4 separate regions of the Mus musculus genome follow, and regions 1, 2 and 3 are each linked to region 4. The links are chromatin contacts, called in public ChIA-PET and Hi-C maps. All regions are on one chromosome and are shown on one strand. Each heading gives the region's core, a stretch centred on a gene start, on an enhancer-like site or on the middle of the called end of the contact. The rest is flanking DNA. Distances are from core to core; before and after follow the strand shown. Region 1 has its middle 190 kb from the start of Gm29835. Region 2 has its middle 220 kb from the start of Gm29835. Region 3 has its middle 230 kb from the start of Gm36886. Region 4 has its middle 90 kb from the start of Gm29835.

Region 1 (2,774 bases), core at 160-2,659, 280 kb before region 4:
TTCAACTTTAACACTTGCTATTTTACAGTAAAAAAAATTTTTTTTCTTGATGATTTAAGAAAGTGAATGATTGGGAATCAAATTTGGGATTCCAGGGGGTTCCAAACAGCCTAGACGATTGTCTGACATTGTTCTCTCACAGCTTGAAACAATTTGACAATTGCCTAACTTTAAAATGGGATTAGCTTGCATTCCTATGAACAGATTGTCATGCATTTTGGTAAGTAAGTAGAGGTTGGAGACACACGTGATCACGTGGAATGAGGGTGGGGGGAAGAAGCATGTGTAAAAAGAGGTTTAAACACCAGCCACGGAGTGCTTCTGCTGCACCTGGGGAGAGGGTCGCAATGCCTGCCGAGAAATGCCTCCTTAATTTGCAACAGCCTGTCTCTGCTTCCTCTCCCTCTGGCTTCCTCTCTCCTACTCCTTACTCTTCCCCTGAAGGTGGTTACCTTAAAACTATAGCTATCTGGTTGAGTCAATTGGATTTTAATAGCAAGATTTCATAAATTAAATATATTTCAAGACGGCTGTTTGAATGTGTTCTTAGAGGCCTATGGTACCCATCTTTCTGGCACTTCAACGTATTTTTAAATAGCCTATTATAGTGGTAGTTTAGCAGGTCCTGGAGTGCTCTTCCTCTGCTTTGGTATACGCTGACATGTCACGAGTACAAGAATCCACACAGAAGCTCACAAGGCCCAAGAGGCTCTGTCACCTGTAATTGCAGCATCCATTCACAGGGCAGCAGGGAAAGACACTGGGCATTTGGCTCCCTACAGCGAGCTGCACTAGGATCCAGAGGGCTGAAATCATTGCTATGCTATTCTTGACTCCTCCCTGGTCCATGGGAACATAGATCTGAAGACATTAAGTAAATGCACACATCTAAATGTTCTACTTGGTAGAGTTATGTTTTAGCATTCTTCATTTCCATTATTCAGTTGAGGTTTTCCCCAACATAAGTAGGACCTGAAGATTGTACTGGCAACTGATTCATTCTCACGCCAGAAACAAAGAGGGAAGCAGTTACAGATGGGGGTTGGGGAGAGGAACAGCCTGGGAAAACCGACTTGCTCCAACAGCCAGTGACAGGTAACACGTAGAACATGTAGTCAGAAAGACCACAGGGAGTCAAAACCTCTACTCCCTACACAACAGACCTGTTCTAGTTTCTCAGCCATGGTTTATTCGAGATACCACAAAAAACAAGGTGTTGCTACAAGAATGACTTCAAATGACTCACATCACGTGGCCAGCACATCATGCCTATTTAGTAACCTTTGGTTTCTTTCTGTTATTTTTTTTTCCACTGCAGCTTCTGTTTTTGAGATCAGGGCATGAGGACACAAGAGAAAGACCACAGGCATACTTCTTCTGGCTAGAGCAACCAATGGGCTTAAGCTCCAAGCTTCCCCTCACCAGGAGCTGAGTGTGTGAACTTCCTGGGCTTCAGTTTCCCCAGCTGTAAAGTCTGGTCTGTATCGGTGAGCTCTGCTTAAGCCTTCGGAAGCTCACCCTCCTTATCAAGTGATTATAGGTATTCGCTTTTTGCCTATAGCGCTGCTGCTGCCTCTGCTTTCTCTGTGTATGCCGTGAGGATGGTGAAAGTGTTCACATACCGTGGTTCCCGGCACAGAGTCCCCTCTCCAATCATTCCCATGGCTACCCTTGGTGTAGCCATGTATCTTGGCTGTAAAGCTTGCTCTGCCCTTGGGGGCCTCAGTGTGGATTCTTGTATTTGTGACACATCAGACTAGAGCCATTAGCCAGGGCAAAGGAAGACCAGAGGAGGAACTGCTGAGCTGTGAGCAATGGGCTATTGTAAATATATAAATTAAATGGCCCTCATTACTGGAAGCTTATGCCATTTCTCTTGGTATAGGAAGGTTCCTGGATACCTTTAGAGTTACCTCCTCCACAGAGTCCACGATAGAACTCCATCAAGAGCACAGCTCTGCCCATCTCTGCAGTAATTCCATGCATGTTATATTTACTGTTGATGTGTGCGTGTAATATGTAATACATTCAAGTCAAAAGCACTCTGAGAGACAACCTGTCTACTCCTTCATTTTATAACCATTAAGTGAAGCAATGATTCATCTGAAAATCACAATATCAGAGCTCCCCAAACCCCACCTGCACTATTCTTTCCAGAACATCGTAGGAGGCATCTCAGTGAATGCAGACTATAAACTGAGATTCGGAAGACTGGAGGCAAATCTGGTCCATACCGATGCACTCTGCCTCCAGATTGCTTAAGCCTTCGGAAGCTCACCCTCTTTATCAAGTGAATATAGGTATTAACTTTTTGCCTATAGCGCTGCTGTGAGGATTAAACAAGGTGCTGTGTGTGACAGCACCTGGCTCCAGGCAGGTGCTTACTGAACGTTAGTTAGTTTCTTCCCCATCGCAATAGAACTTGCATATTTATTGGTGCTTGGAAACAGGAGAGAAACCGGAATGAACAAAGACTTCTGAGGGTACAGCTGGCCCAGCGCCTGTACTAGGAGGTGTACACAGGTGAGTGCCTTTAGGCATCGACCTGGACCAGATACTGAGCACCAGAGCAAGAGAGCAATGGGATCTTTCTTTTCTGGGAACACAAATTAACCGGCCAGGATGCTGTGGGCAATAGAAAGAAGGTTGTGAAACCCACAGGTGGCCCGGAGCATGGCACTGACCAGAGTCAATGTCAAGGCTGTTTTCCTCTGGGCTATACTCGTTGCCAGGTTTGCAGGGCCCACAGCCAAGTCAAACAGGGCTGCACACAG
Region 2 (2,898 bases), core at 293-2,792, 310 kb before region 4:
GGTCCTTCCTCCCAGTACCATCATACATGCCACTGAGCTTGAGAATCTGCATTTAGAACTCAGCCCTCCCACCCAGTAAGTTTCCTAGTTAGTGTCAGCTGACAATCTAATACAGTCCAGAGTTAACAGAGTGTCACAACTGGAGAACTGTCACAATTGGGTTGACCTGTGGCCATGTTTGTGGAGCTTCTTTTTGATTGGTAATCAACGTAAGAGTGTATAGCCCAGTGTGGGCAGTGATACCCTAGACAGAGGGTCCTGTGTGGAGAGCCGTGCAGCGAGCAATCGCGTGCATGCTGTGAGCAATCGCCATTATAAGATGGCGCTGGCCTCCGCTGTGCCTAACTAGTAAATAAGCCTTATGCGAAAGTGCAAGAGTGAACTCATGCCTAGTCACTGCCCATCTCCCAGCGTAGTAATGGGGTGATGGGCGAGCAACGAATCAGGAACTGTCATGCCACATCAGGTGCTGAAACGTCACGCTGCAGGCTATATAAGCAGCGCCATTTTCCCGGTTCGGGGTCTTCCCTCCTGATAAGTAAGCAATAAAAGCTTTGCCGCAGAAGATTCCGGTTGTCCTGAGCGTGTTCTTGCCGACGGGGACAAAAGCTCGGGCAATAGTCCTGGACTGTGTAAGAAACCATGCTGTGCTGGGCCACGGATCAAGCCAGTAAGCAACATGATTCTATGGTCTCTGCTTCAGTTCCTGCCTTGAGTTTCTGCTCTGGCTTCCCTTGGTGATAGAATGTGGCATGGTGGTATGAAGAGAAATGAACCTTTTCTTCCTCCAAGTTGCTTTTGGTCTTAGTGTTAATCACAGCAACCGAAAGCATACTAGTCCAGATGCTCTGTGGCCGCTGTCTCTCTCAGTGCCTGTGAGAGGTAAGGGCATGGGAAAAGGGATGAGTGGTTAAGGAGTTGAAGGGAGAAGTCCATTAAGCTGCAGGACAGAAGAAACCACCAGTGAATCCAACTGGCACTTTCTCATTCAGAGGAATCGATGCAGTCACAGTTAGGTGAGTGACCTACCTGTATATATGTCAAAGTGTGCTTTAACATTGCTCCGTTGGGTCCCAGATTCATGCTGATAGAGATTAGATGAGTTAATGTGATGGAGGTTTCCTCATAAAAATGTGTCATGCCCTTAAGTATGCTTTTAGCATTTTGCTTGATGATAGAGAGTCATACGGGAGACAGGAAAATCATAGAAAGCTCTCTGAGCATCATGTCTCTGTGTACAAGGCCATTCTGGCCATGACACCTCTCAGTATAACCATATTGCTGACTGTGTTGCCTGGCCCTAGGCAGGGAGGGACTCCTTCTAGATCCTGGTGTCTAAGAGTAGCCCAGGCTGGGTTGTCATCCCATTTGGCTGCTTCCCATGAGCCTGTGCTAGCTGGGGACAAGGATTTTCTATCTTTGTGCTGCCAGGGATGCAGATGGATGAGTGGTATTTTGGCATTCTTCTGCAAAGCTAGAGGCCCCAGCTCCTGGTAACCAAGAGGCTATGCTTCCCCACTGGTTACCATAGCAGTGCTTCTCTACGTGCATCCATTCAGGAGGACCAGCGTGCGACGATGCCAGGCTGCTGCTTGTTTTATTTCACAGAGTTCTTATCCTATGACGATCTCTGTGTGCTTCTTGCTATATGCAAGGTTATGATAGTCTAAAACAGCTCAAGAACTCAATTGAAAACACTGCCAAAAATAATATCCCATTCAAAATTTATTACTTTCTAAAGGGAGACATGATAATGTGCTATTCAAAACTGAACATGTTGTGACAACAGCCATTTTTTTATGAGACTTTCAGCACACTCTATCATCCAATCTTATTTTTGGTATGCATATGTGTGTGGTATGCATGAGTGTCAGTGTTCTGTTGTCTGTGTTTGTATGTGTTCACATGTCTGTGTGAGTGTGTGTGTTTCTGTGTGTACCAGTATGTCTATGGTATTGACAGGTACTGAATCGATAATATTAACTAGGTGCTATGATGCTCACTGGTATGATCTCTGCAGCCTGATTTCCAAGAGAGTCTGCACACATGCCCTTTAGAAACTCCACAATCATTACTTTTAATGCTAAGGATTAAACTGAAGGTCTTATACATGCTAGACAAGTGCTCTTCCACTAAGTGGTAGCCTCTAGGTCAACAATAGTAAGACATAGATAGCAGTGTTCCTTTCCTAAAGATAGCAATACTCAGGTAAAAGATTTATAATCTTCCATATTTTACCTCTTATCACCTGACCCTTAAGCCCAGGGTGTTAAGATGGTGCTACATCAGTCATTCTGGACTTGTAGGAGCCAGCTGAGATCCTTTGATCTTTTTATTCCTCTACCTGTTGGACATTCCTTTTTTATTTTATTTTATTTTTCTTTTTTTGTCCCTGTTCTTCCTTTGGACAGGAACTAATTTTTGTTACAAGATTTTCTTTCTTTCTTTCTTTAAATTTTTTTTATTTGTGCTTATGCATAGACTTCTTTTTTTAATTAGATATTTCCTTTATTTACATTTCAAATGTTACCCCCTTTCCTCTTTCCCCTCCAAAGAAACCCCTGTATCCCACCTCCCCTCCCCCTGCTCACCAACCCACCCACTCCCACTTCACTGTCCTGGCATTCCCTTACACTAGAGCGTCGAGCCTTCACAGGACTCAGGGCCTCTCTCCTCACTGATGTTCAACAAGGCCATCCTCTGCTACATATGTGACTGGAGCCATGGGTCCCTCCATGTGTACCCTTTGGTTGGTAGTTTATTCCCTGGGAGCTCTGGGGATATTGGTTGGTTCATATTTGTTGTTCCTACTATAGAGCTACAAAACCCTTCAGCTACTTGGTTCCTTTCTCTAGCTCCTCCACTGGGGACCCTGTGCTCAGTCCATTGGTTGGCTGT
Region 3 (2,803 bases), core at 287-2,786, 370 kb before region 4:
TGAAACACATGAGACCTGTGAGGCTGTGTCTCATTCAGACTACAGCAGAGGCCACTGTCACTTTGTCACTATGGTGCACTGAAGTGGGCGGTAGGTGCGAGCTTTATGGAAATTGCTGAAAGATCACCACCTCCTTACGCTGCTCCCATTCTCCGCCCCCACCCTACCCACCCCGAGATCCACCTGCACCTACCATGTGTGTTCCAGTGAGGAATGTCCCCCATCATCTTGTTCGTTTGAACATTTGGTTCCCAGAAGGTGCAGCTGTCTGGGAAGGTTTAGGACATGTGCTTTAATAGAGGGAGTATGTCACAGGAGGTGGGCTTTGAGATTAAAGCCTCATGTCATTTCCAGTCATTATCTATGCTTACTGCTTATGTTACAAGACATGTGCCCTCAGCTTGTCACTCAAGCCACCGTGCCTTCCACCTCCTTCATTCTGTCCCCAACATTATGAACTCAAACCCCCTGGAACCATGAGCCTAAATAAACTCTTTCTTCTATAAGTTGCCTTGATCACAGTGTTTCACCACAGCAGCAGAAAAGTGACTAACACACTGTTGCCATTGAACTTTGGTGTTGAACTTCTTAGGGCTAACATTTATGAGAGGTATAGGTAATAGAAATCATTTTGGTAGGTTTTAATTCATTCACTCATGTATTCAAAGCTGTCTTTCTCAAGGCATGTCAAGAAGCCTTGACATAGGTGTATGAGCGAGTGACAAGCTAGCAGTAGGAACTGACCATGGTGTAAACTCACAAAATGCAGCACATTCTAGGTCAAAGAGTAGCCTTTGGGGACCCAGGTGCATTCCTTCACAGGACCCAGAAAGTTGTCAGTGCTTCTCCTACAGGAACGGAGTAAGCACCTGCTTGATTTCTATTGTGTTGTTGCAACACCATAACCAAAAGTGGTTTAGAGAAGCAATTGTTCATTTTGTGTACATTTCAATATCACAGTCCCACTGAAGGAAGTCATGGTAAGGGCTCATTCAGAAACTTGAAGCAGAAGCTATGGAGGGCTGTGGCTTGCTGGATCGCTCTTTCTTTCTTTCTTTCTTTCTTTCTTTCTTTCTTTCTTTCTTTCTTTCTTCTTTTCTTTTCTTTTCTTTTCTTTTCTTTTCTTTTCTTTTCTTTTCTTTTCTTTTCTTTTTTTTTTTTTTTTGAGACAGGGTTTCTCTGTGTACTTTGGCTGAACTCACTCTGTAGACCAGGCTGGCCTCGAACTCAGAAATCCACCTGCCTCTGCCTCCCAAGTGCTGGGATTAAAGGCGTGCCCCACCACCGCCCAGCCATACTTAGCTTTCTTGTATAGTTCAGGACCAGCTGTCCCCCACAGTATGCTGGGCCCTCCTCCACCATTTAACACTAAAGGCAATGCCCAACAGATACAACCGCTGGTCAGCCTGGTTCTGCTCTCCTTTCAGATGACTCCAGGCTGTGTCAGTTTGACAGTTGAAGCTAACTAGGACTGTGTGGAAGCCCACAGGGAGCAGCAGGTGCGCGGGGTGCCTGGTTGTACCTGGGAAATGTAAATGCAAGCTTTGTTTCCTTGTCTCTTGAAATGCTGGAAGGAAAACCACAGGTGCCTTCAAGGAAACAGATGGAAGCTGCGGTGTGTTTTGTGTAACCAAAGCATTAGGCTGTGTTTGTGTGGCTTCGGGCGAGTTACTTCCTCTGAGCTCTGATCTTTCTCAGGTGCAGCTCCAGAAACCATCCTTTCCTTTCCTTGTGGCTTTCTCGGGTCCACCGGCTTGCTCCGCCTCTGTGGTGTAAAAGACGCAGGCCCCTCTGTCATAGGCAGTAGACTGGCATGCCGTCTGGGTTTCCTTTCTAATCTTCCGCGAGTCTCATTCCAGAGCCCTTGGACAATAGGGCGGCATGGTGGGAGAGAGAAGAATGAACTCAGGGAGGGGGCCGGCCAATCTTAGCTTATTTCAAAGAGTTCACGTGGATTGTAAGTGTCGGATCATGAGGAGGCTGGCAAAAGGGCCCGCTCCTCATGAGGTCTGGTTAATATTAGGAATTATTGCCTCAAACACTGCAGGTGTGGATCGACCCCTTTCAGTCCCTGCAAGTGGGGCTGCAACCGCCTTTGACAGCCTCCAAGCTGCAGAGTGCTCACGCCCAGGGCAGACAATGATGCGGGGGAGTTGCTGGTTTTAGGATAGAAAATTACAATGCATATATAGTAAACAGCACCTGGAAGTTTACTAATGATTTTTACAATTAACAGCAGCGGTCTGATTATTCATGCGTGCTTTCTATGAAAGAGAAGAAAGGAAGCAGATGTTGAAAACAGTCACGTGGCTTGGAGTTTACTGGGAGGGGGCCCTGGTGGTGAGAGAAGAAGGATGGATGGGCTGGAGCAAAAGGAAGGAAGAGTGAACGAGGTGGAGATAGCTTCCTGTGGTTTTGCTCTGGCTGTCGTATGCAAATAGCCTCATCCAGATCTCACAAGAAACCTTCAGATACTTTCACATCTTCTTAAGTCATTTCTACACTCTGCATGTTTAAAGCCCCATGTAGTTTGCAGCGGCTGAGCAATAGATATATTAAGTAGTCAATGGAAACATATGATTGGGCTTTTTTTTTTTTTCTGTTTCGTACTAAATTTTGTGTGGCTCTGATGAACATGTAGGATGATTCTGGCTCAATGCCTGTAAAAGGCACCAGGTGGGCTTCTGGTTACTTCTAGAGACTCCTGTTCTTCAACCATGAAGCCATCTGTATTATATTCTGAAACTTGATGTCTGATTCCAATGTTTTTCACCCTTTGTTTCTCAGCCTTTTAAACCCCTTG
Region 4 (2,829 bases), core at 78-2,577:
TCGCCAGCATCTACTGTCACCTGAATTTTTGATCTTAGACCAATGGAATAGAATTGAAGACCCAGAAATGAACCCACACACCTATGGTCACTTGATCTTTGACAAGGGAGCTAAAACCATCCAGTGGAAAATAGACAGCATTTTCAACAAATGGTGCTGGCAGAACTGGCAGTAGCTCCCTTTTATATTGCACGGCTGCACAGGTATACTATTTAGGTGCCTCTGAGATGAAGAATGCCAAGGTCTAGTCCCCACAACAATTCTCATCAGACAAGCAGGGCTGGGGCACATCTCAAACAAGTTTGCACAACAGAGGGTGTGAAGGGGCGAGGGGCAGACTACCTGGCATCAAACCTGGCTTTATCAGCACCATCCACAGTGGGAAATCCTCGTGTCTGCCTCCTTGGATGAAAACAGGGATTAGACCCATCTGGTATTGAGGGGAGTTAATGAAATTAAGGCACCTGGCATTTACTGAACACTTCTTTAAGGCAGGCAAAGCACCATAGAGAAATGTCATAGCTATTCAGAGAAGACAACTGGGCTGCAAGGCTGGACAGCCCAGACCAGCTCTGACAAGATGGATAAGATATATACAGGCAGGGACACTCATGATATTCACAGAGTTTTCCACACATAGGGATGGAGGTTCACAGATCTCTCTGGGGATACACTGAGGTGTTCAAGAAGCTGAGTTAGTTCAAATCGTCTGATGGTGGGCAGAATGTCGGCACCTGCCCAGTACACCTCTCATCAAATCTGGCATCTTCTTCTCATTATCTACAGGATTCCAGCTTCCAGTATTGTGGACCCAGGGCTGTGTGTTCCTTACAGTGCACTCTAGGGATCTGTATGCCTAATACAGGCAGCGCTAACATAGGCTCTGGGGGTCTGGATTGGAGCTGGGACCTCCAATCCACACCTGCGTTGACATCACCAGGCCTCACCTGCCGGAGCGGAAGGCCTGAGGATCTTGGGGCGCTGGGGGCGGGGGCCATCTGCTCCAGCCCCACAAATGAGTCCTTCTCCCAGAGAGTGAGAGCCGGTTGATTAAAATGCAGCCCGCTGCCAGAGGGCGAGGCGCGCAGCTGGACAGCAGCTTCTCCGGAGCATTTGCAAAAGCCTCTCTCACAGCTGGAGCGACAGTTGCCCCTGCGCCACTGGCCGGCCATTGTGAACTGCAAAGAGTCCTTCTTTGGGCGGAAGCAGAAGTTCACCCAGCTGTCAAATATTTGAAATGTAAAAAGCTCAGGGTGCTGGGGGAAGGGAGAAGACACAGACCACGTCAGAGGAAATGCAAGCTGCCCAGGGGTGGAGGAAGCCGTGGGCTGAGAGTTCACTTTGAGCAATCAATAAGGCCTTCAGAGTCAGAAGAGTAAGACAGTTCCGGAGAGGGCAGAGCCGCCAGAGGCTCAGGATGGCAAGAGCCAGCCGGGGCTGGAAGCTACTCAGATCGCCCCAGCCCCAGTGGTGACAGGGCTTCTGAAGGACAGATGGCATTTCCTGGATCCCTCTTGGCTGCTCCCCTCCTACCGACAGGGTGGTTCCTCTGTAGAACACCTGCTCTGGCTTCATACCCTTTACATTGCACTGTAAAGCTGGGACCCAAAGCATCACTCGGGGCGTGAACCTATAGTGCAGCCTCCCTTCCTGTCTCTGGGTACCACTTCCTTCTCTCCTTGGCTTCCCTTGCTCTCTGGGCAGTCTTCAAAACAAGCTTGGGGTCCAGATCCCTTGCTTATCACAGGACCAGCACAGAGCATCGATTGGTTTTGCTTCCATTTACAGTCCTTAACATTTTAAAACTCCGTATTGACTGTGGCAAAAACTTCTTTATGTAATCCACTAGGAAAGGGTAAAGCTGTCAAACCTGCTAGAATTCCCAGGTCCAGCACAGCAGGCTGATGAAGACCCATGCAGCTATGCTTACACACTCTACTCCAAGTTTCTGAATCCTAAGAGTACCTGAGCAGGCTTTGGGCCAAGCAGGATATCTCTCTTGGGCAGTAGAGGAACCCGAGATGTGTCCCCATCAAAGGCAGGTTCTCTTATTGTCACACTTTTGATTGGCTTGTCTGCACTTTGCAGCCTGCTTGGTGGCTTAGTCTTGCTTCTGTTCCTACACACACACACACACACACACACACACACACACTAAAGCAGGCCTCTTTGCATTTGAGGGTTTTGTTTCTCCCTCTCTGTCTCTGTCTCTGTCTCTCTGTCTCTCTCTGTCTCTCTCTCTCTCTCTCTCTCTCTCTCTGTGTGTGTGTGTGTGTGTGCGCGCGCGCGTGTGTTATCAGGCTTCTTCTTATAAAAAAATGCATAACTATATACTAGTCCCTGTTCACAAAGTCATCACGGTCCACAACATGACCTAAGTGGAACTCACGGAGGTCCTGTCTACCCTCAGCAGTCTCCAGAGGGTTCTGGTTAGCCTGTCTCCACCCTTCTCTGGAGTTGCTACCTGCCACTTCCAGGCTTTACTTAAATCTCATCCTGAAATGTTGGAGTTCAAGAGAAGAGAGATGCAGAGAGCTGTTACCTATCCCAGAGGAGCCAAAGACCACATGTCCATCATAGCGGGCCTGCAAAGCAGGCCTCCCCTCTCTTGAAATGTTCTTGAGGTCTTTACAACGTCTGAACACTGGAGAGGAGCCACACCTGCATTTCTCTTGGGAATGTTCCTCATTTTATCAATGAAATCCAAACAGAATGGATAAGTTCGTATTGGAGAACGGAGCTTGAAGGCAGAAAGGAGTTAGCATCCTACAGCAGCAGGGATGGATGCTCAGCCCTAGGTATGGGGGACTCTGAACAAAGATGGGGTGA

The links. A called contact is a pair of places that touch in the nucleus more often than the background predicts. ChIA-PET counts read pairs in DNA pulled down with a chosen protein or histone mark.
Region 1: a Hi-C map of CD8 T cells shows a contact between it and region 4, with 1.8 times the contacts expected there. The contact joins two enhancer-like sites. A contact is called at or near these places in 3 of 484 Hi-C or Micro-C datasets (CD8 T cells, Th1 cells and cerebellum) and 5 of 115 datasets of contacts at active chromatin or transcription factors (CD8 T cells, T-cell acute lymphoblastic leukemia, embryonic stem cells and 1 more).
Region 2: a Hi-C map of cerebral cortex shows a contact between it and region 4, with 2.3 times the contacts expected there. The contact joins two enhancer-like sites. A contact is called at or near these places in 2 of 484 Hi-C or Micro-C datasets (Th1 cells and cerebral cortex).
Region 3: a contact with region 4 is called in an RNA polymerase II ChIA-PET map of memory CD8 T cells, with 12 read pairs. The contact joins two enhancer-like sites. A contact is called at or near these places in 1 of 15 datasets of contacts at CTCF or cohesin (pro-B cells), 4 of 484 Hi-C or Micro-C datasets (Th2 cells, liver, palatal mesenchyme and 1 more), 6 of 115 datasets of contacts at active chromatin or transcription factors (CD8 T cells, T-cell acute lymphoblastic leukemia, bone marrow-derived macrophages and 3 more) and 1 of 9 other capture datasets (embryonic stem cells).

Annotation. Positions count from the first base shown.
Region 1 is chr12:25,783,317-25,786,090 of GRCm38.p6, forward strand. No RefSeq gene overlaps it. Among named protein-coding and RNA genes, the nearest start is that of Gm29835, 190 kb to the right of the region's middle. Within about 2 kb of position 1,410, at least 29 of the 459 cell types and tissues checked have an H3K27ac peak or open chromatin away from gene starts, as enhancers often do. A contact at or near this core is called in CD8 T cells, T-cell acute lymphoblastic leukemia, Th1 cells and 1 more, where this site is marked.
Region 2 is chr12:25,755,754-25,758,651 of GRCm38.p6, forward strand. No RefSeq gene overlaps it. Among named protein-coding and RNA genes, the nearest start is that of Gm29835, 220 kb to the right of the region's middle. Within about 2 kb of position 1,543, at least 9 of the 459 cell types and tissues checked have an H3K27ac peak or open chromatin away from gene starts, as enhancers often do. A contact at or near this core is called in cerebral cortex, where this site is marked.
Region 3 is chr12:25,700,880-25,703,682 of GRCm38.p6, forward strand. No RefSeq gene overlaps it. Among named protein-coding and RNA genes, the nearest start is that of Gm36886, 230 kb to the left of the region's middle. Within about 2 kb of position 1,537, at least 32 of the 459 cell types and tissues checked have an H3K27ac peak or open chromatin away from gene starts, as enhancers often do. A contact at or near this core is called in CD8 T cells, Th2 cells and memory CD8 T cells, where this site is marked.
Region 4 is chr12:26,067,209-26,070,037 of GRCm38.p6, forward strand. No RefSeq gene overlaps it. Among named protein-coding and RNA genes, the nearest start is that of Gm29835, 90 kb to the left of the region's middle. Within about 2 kb of position 1,328, at least 104 of the 459 cell types and tissues checked have an H3K27ac peak or open chromatin away from gene starts, as enhancers often do. A contact at or near this core is called in CD8 T cells, T-cell acute lymphoblastic leukemia, Th1 cells and 3 more, where this site is marked.